Linked DNA regions of Mus musculus: region 2 is linked to region 1. The links are chromatin contacts, called in public promoter capture Hi-C maps. All regions are on one chromosome and are shown on one strand. Each heading gives the region's core, a stretch centred on a gene start, on an enhancer-like site or on the middle of the called end of the contact. The rest is flanking DNA. Distances are from core to core; before and after follow the strand shown.

The links. Promoter capture Hi-C pulls out the DNA fragments that hold promoters and counts their contacts.
Region 2: a contact with region 1 is called in a promoter capture Hi-C map of pre-B cells, with 2.6 times the contacts expected there. The contact joins the promoter of Zswim3 here to the enhancer-like site in region 1. A contact is called at or near these places in 2 of 39 promoter capture datasets (the 3T3-L1 cell line and pre-B cells), 1 of 15 datasets of contacts at CTCF or cohesin (large pre-B cells), 2 of 115 datasets of contacts at active chromatin or transcription factors (bone marrow-derived macrophages and memory CD8 T cells) and 1 of 9 other capture datasets (liver).

Annotation. Positions count from the first base shown.
Region 1 is chr2:164,530,063-164,532,783 of GRCm38.p6, reverse strand. It overlaps Gm36090 (a long non-coding RNA gene), which reads left to right. Exons shown (of 6, transcript XR_375205.4): 6 at 1-595. Among named protein-coding and RNA genes, the nearest start is that of Gm36090, 18 kb to the left of the region's middle. Within about 2 kb of position 1,408, at least 15 of the 459 cell types and tissues checked have an H3K27ac peak or open chromatin away from gene starts, as enhancers often do. A contact at or near this core is called in pre-B cells, where this site is marked.
Region 2 is chr2:164,803,838-164,806,625 of GRCm38.p6, reverse strand. It overlaps Zswim3 (zinc finger SWIM-type containing 3), which reads right to left and starts at 1,512. Exons shown (of 2, transcript NM_178375.2): 1 at 1,195-1,512. The coding sequence starts at 1,349. Acot8 (acyl-CoA thioesterase 8) reads left to right here and starts at 1,745. Exons shown (of 6, transcript NM_133240.2): 1 at 1,745-1,936. The coding sequence starts at 1,809.

The DNA.
Region 1 (2,721 bases), core at 159-2,658:
TCTATGTGCCATCTACTAGGAAAGCACCCCTAACTGTTCTCTGGTGAGCCAAGAATACTGTCTTCTTCCAGCTAATCAGTTGCCATGACCACTGCTGCCTGGGTGCCTCCCCCCACCCCCTTCATTCACTCTTGTCTTAGGGTTTCACTGTTGGGAACAGACAGCATGACCAAGGCAACTCTTTTTTTTTAAGACCTATTTATTATTATACATAAGTACACTATAGCTGACTTCAGACGCACCAGAAGAGGGCATCAGATCTTACTACGGATGGTTGTGAACCACCATGTGGTTGCTGGGATTTGAACTCAGAACCTTTGGAAGAGCAGTCAGTGCTCTAACCCGCTGAGCCATCTCTCCAGCCCCCCAAGGCAACTCTTATAAATTATGACAACATTTAATTGGGGCTGGCTTACAGGTTCAGAGGTTCAGTCCACTATCATCAAGGCAGGAACATAGTAGAATCCAGGCAGACATGGTGCAGGAGGAGCTGAGAGTTCTACATCTTCATCTGAAGGCTGGCTTTCAGGCAGCTAGGATGAGGGTCTTAAAGCCCACACCCACACTGACACACCTACACCAACGAGACCACACCCACTCCAACAGGACCACACCTTCTAATAGTGCCACTCCCTGAGCCAAGCTTATACAAACCATAGCAACTCCCAAGGGTCCTGACTCTTCCCCTGGTCTTAGGATAGCACCCCAAACCCTCAGCTTGCCCCACAGCTCAGTCCATCGCTTACAAGACTTGGGGCGTCCTGCCTCATCTCCCCACTTGAACCCACGTCTCTTACTTGAATCATCCTTGTGTTGTTTTGGCTCTCATCCACCACACTTGGTAACTCTCACTCACGCCTCAGAGCTCAGCTGAAACTTCTCTTTCTGGGGTCAGCCTTCCCAACTGCCACTATTGCCACCTGCACCCAAGCCAGGTCTCCTGTGGAATCTGCACCATAGCTGCATGCCCGTTCACCAGCAGTCAGCATGTTCATTGCCAACCACATGTTCAACATCTATAAGAACAAGCACTTCGTGAGAGAGGAAACTGTGTCTGGATCGTCTGCTACAAGTACTGATGATGTAATGCTTATGCTAATTATTCATATTAGCCTGCATTTTAGAAACTTGGTTTCTCAGCAAAAGAGAGGAAAAATAAGCTAGGGAGCTGCATCCGGTGCTAGAAGGCTTTCCTGACATGTGTAAAGTGTGGAAATCTATCCTCAGAATTGAAAAATAGTAAGACAGAAAGAAGAAAGAAGAGACAGAGGCAGGGAGGACAGAGGCAGGGAGGATAGAGGGAGGGAGGGTCCAAAACTAGCAGGCATCCAAAGAAACGTTTCATGTCATGGGGAAAAGTACCGGTAGACTGTGAGGGTACAGTTCCTTCTACTGCCACCAGAGGGCAGGCTTTTCAAGGCCTGGACCAAGTGAGGTTATCCTATAAGCAAAAGGCTGCAAGCATTCTCCCCAGAGAAGTCTGGAATCCATATTCAGAAGAGAGAATGTAGCATGCCTGATGTGTTGGGGAGGGGTCCCTTGACCTACTTCCAGGAAGTGACATAATAGAAAATAAACGTATTCATGTCTTTAGTGCAATAGACAACACATTGAGAAAATGCTAAGAGCTGAAGTGTGGGTTTTCAGAGTGGGAGCTTTGGCCTGCAGTATTCAGAGCACATCAGATCATAATCAACACAGACCTTTAGGATGCCCAAGCCTGTGAACTTCCTGAGGCCTATAACATGACATCAATGCTTTACAAAAAAGGAAACTGCTTCTGACAGGTGTGTCTTGCTCATCTTCCAGCTTGCATGAGAGACTAAGCCCAGGTTACAGCTATGGCAGGCTACCTCTCCACTCCTTCCTCCCGTCCCATCGCCACCTGGTAGTCCTTGCCTTCTGTTCTGAAGAACCCCCGGTTAAGACAGACCTAGCATTGGACACTTGCACCACAGCTGGAGAGTGAGCTCTCAGTCATCCTGTCTTCCTTCCACCAAAGGACAAAGACCTGGGTCTGTCAAATAGGTCTGGACTCTTCCTTCATCAGCTACTACGGACTGATGTGCATCTCCGTGCCCCTAAAAGGACATGGTGGAGTCCTGATCTATAGGACATCAATCAGAATGTGACCTTATTTAGAGAAAAGCATGTTACTGAACTAATCACATTACAATGAAATCATTACAGTGGACCCTAGTCGTATTCTTATACTGAGAGACAGACAAGGCACCTCTGTGAAGACACGGTTTATGTGGCTATGAGTCAGCAGACTTCGAAAAGCTAGGAGAGATTCCTGGAACACAGCTTTCCCTTACAATATGACAACTTTAACCGCCAACTTAATACAAACTAGAATCTCCTGGGGAGTCTTAATAAGAGATTTTCTACACTGGGTTGGCTGGTGGCCATGTCTGAAGAAGATTCTTTTGAGTTAATTATGTAAGAAGACCCCGCCCACTGTGGGCAGCACCATTCCCTAGGCAGGGAATCCCGGACTGTGAAAGAATGGAGAAAATCAAGCTCAGCACAAGCAGACAAACATGTGGCATGCATGCATTAATGCTGCTCCATTCTTGAGTGTGGCTGTGACTAGCTGCTACAAGATCCTGCGTCTCTTCTCACTCTGGCTTGCCCTACAGTGGTGAGCTTTAGCCTGGAGCTATACAATAAAATAAACCCTTTTGTCAGGGTATTTTTTATCACAGAGACAGAAATGAA
Region 2 (2,788 bases), core at 263-2,762, 270 kb before region 1:
CCATTTGTTATTTTCATCCATATTAGTTTCTAAGTCCAAGTAACTCCTTAGGGACACTTATTCATCTTTATGTGTACCCAAGAGTGACCCTGGACTTCAGAATGGAGCCAGAACACAGCCAGGCTCTATAGTCTGGAAAGTACTGTCCAAAGAGCTCAATCCCTGACTCAAACTTTGGTATATTTTGACACTCAGTTGGCCTATATGTTGTAATTAAAACTTGAATTGACTTTCAAATTGATTCATATGATTAGATTTCACAGCAAAAGACTGGGCACACAAACCTTCCTTTTTACGAAGGGGCGGGGCTGCTTCCCATTTCTCTCTGTCTCTCCCTCCCGCCCCCCAACTCCCCACTTTGGTTTTTCAAGACAGGTTTTCTCTGTGTAGCCCTGACTGTCCTGGAAGCTGCTCTGTAGACCAGACTGGCGTCGAACTCACAGAGATCTGCCTGCCTCTGCCTCCTGAGTGCTGGGATTAAAGGCTTCCACCACCAACCCCCTTTCCCTGTATTTTTTTTTTTAAACCAAACTGATTTGTCTCAAACTCATGACCCGCCGGCCTCAACCTTTTCGCATTGGGCTTCTAAACCTGCACCCTTATTCTTTCTTTCAAAGAAAAACTAAAAGCTAAATTTATAGTAGGCTGTTTCACCTGAACCCTAAAAGCCCTGGCGTTTTCATCAGCTTTTAGCCCCTAAAGTCAAATGAGTCAGGGAGCTACCACCAATAATTCTGACACACAGCCCTGCAGAGTAAGAAAGGCACTCAGGGAGCACCACCTTGGATAAGGAAGGTGTTTGAAAACGGCTGTATCTGGAGCTCAAGAATCATTTACAAAATCAATCACCGAAAAGAACCAACCAACCAACCAATGAGCACCATTACTGCTTTGTAAAGAGGAGGCTAATGGAGGAAATTATTACTAAGGCGTTTCAATTCACTCCTCAACCAGCCTTGCGCTTGAGATAGATTCTCTCAACAAACAAATAAAACGGAAAAACAACAAGATGCAGTTACTGCGAATTCCCAGGAAAGCTCGTGAATGAAGGAGTGGGAGCAAGCGCGGCGGGTAGCAAAGGCCACGCCGGTGAGGTTTCCCTCGTTTTTCCGCAGGCACGGGGAACGTGGCTCCTCCATGCACGCCCTCCTCCTCCAGGCAGCCCTCCTCCCCACCCTCCTGCCCCGCCCTTACAGGATATCCTCGCGGAAAGAGGTGCCGTTGTTGAGGTTATGGAAGCGGACGGAGATGCAGTCCCTGACAATGAAGGAGCACCTGGTCTCCTTTTTGTAGGCGCTGAAACACTCCTTGAAGTCCTCGTAGGTCTTAAAGCAGCTGCCTAGCTCCATGGCCGGGGACTGGCCCTCCTAGAACCTAGAACCACGGCAGGGGTCAGAGGTCACTGGGTAACGGCTGGCACGGGCCCAGCTGCGGTCCCGAGTGAGTGGCTTACAGGGCGCTTGGGAGGAGCCCAGAACAGGAGGAGACCGGTAACAGCAACCTAGGGGCGACTTTGCTCAGTGACAGAAGAGGAAAGACGCTCATCCCTTATTATTCATCTCCAAGGCTCCGCCCCCTCGCTGATTCACCCAATCACACGCGGATGTCCAAAACTGACACAAATATCCTCCAATCTTAAGATAGAGCTAGCCGCGCCCACTCTGAAATTGACAAGCACATCGACCAATCACAATCTGCGTCTCGCTCCCCGGAGCCCTTGGGATTTCCGGCCCCTGGAGCGACCTTCCGGAAGCGCTGGGAGCCTATATAAGTTTCCGCGTTTCTCTCAACCGCAGCCAGCAGTGAAAATGTCAGCGCCAGAGGGTCTGGGAGATGCTCATGGCGACGCCGACCGCGGCGACCTTTCCGGGGACCTCCGTAGTGTGCTGGTCACGAGCGTGCTCAACCTCGAGCCGCTAGATGAAGATCTCTACAGGTAGCCGGTAGCGCCTCTGAACTAGGCTCGCACCCCTCTTTCAGTATAGAGTCGCGATTACTGCCATCTCCCTGTGAACCTCAGTTCTGGGGTTAAGAGTTGGATGCAAGCTCTGCTGCAGTTAGAAGGCATGTCCCTGGCATCCATCCTTGCTTCCTCTTCAGGAGGCGATCTGGGGGGTGGGGGGGGAAGGTGTGTGTGTGTGTGTGTGTGTGTGTGAGAGAGAGAGAGAGAGAGAGAGGGAGAGAGGGAGAGAGGGAGAGAGGGAGAGAGGGGACAGAGACTCCGCTACCCCACAAGGCAGCTTAATCTGGTAGACTGAGTGTGCGTGTGTGTTCGTTTGTTCAAGCCATCCCTTAATGTCTGGTAAGTCATTACTTATCTTTCACTGAAGTGGGTTTGTAACAATTTTTTTGTTTTGTTTAGAGACAAGATGTCACTAAATATAGTCCTGGATGACCTGGAATTCACTATATATATATGAATGGAGAGGGAGAGAATGAGAGAGAGAGTATATATATATACACAGCAAGTTGGCTTGGAACCCACAGGGATCCACCTTCATTTGTCTCTTAAGCGCTGGCAGGAGTTCACCACCAGGTCTAGCTGGTTGTCTTGTTTTGTTTTGAGACAGGCTTTCTGTATAGCCCTCCCTGGCTAACCTGGAACTCTGTGTAGACCTGGCTGGCCTTGAGCTCACAGAGGCCAGTGTATCTCTGCCTCCCAAATCCTGGGCTCAAAGGTGTGTACCACCATGCCTGTTCAGTGACAGTTCTGACCCATGCAGCCCTTACGACTTTATCAGAAGCTATCGTTCTTCCAGCTAGGTAATTACTGTCTTGGGCCAGGAGC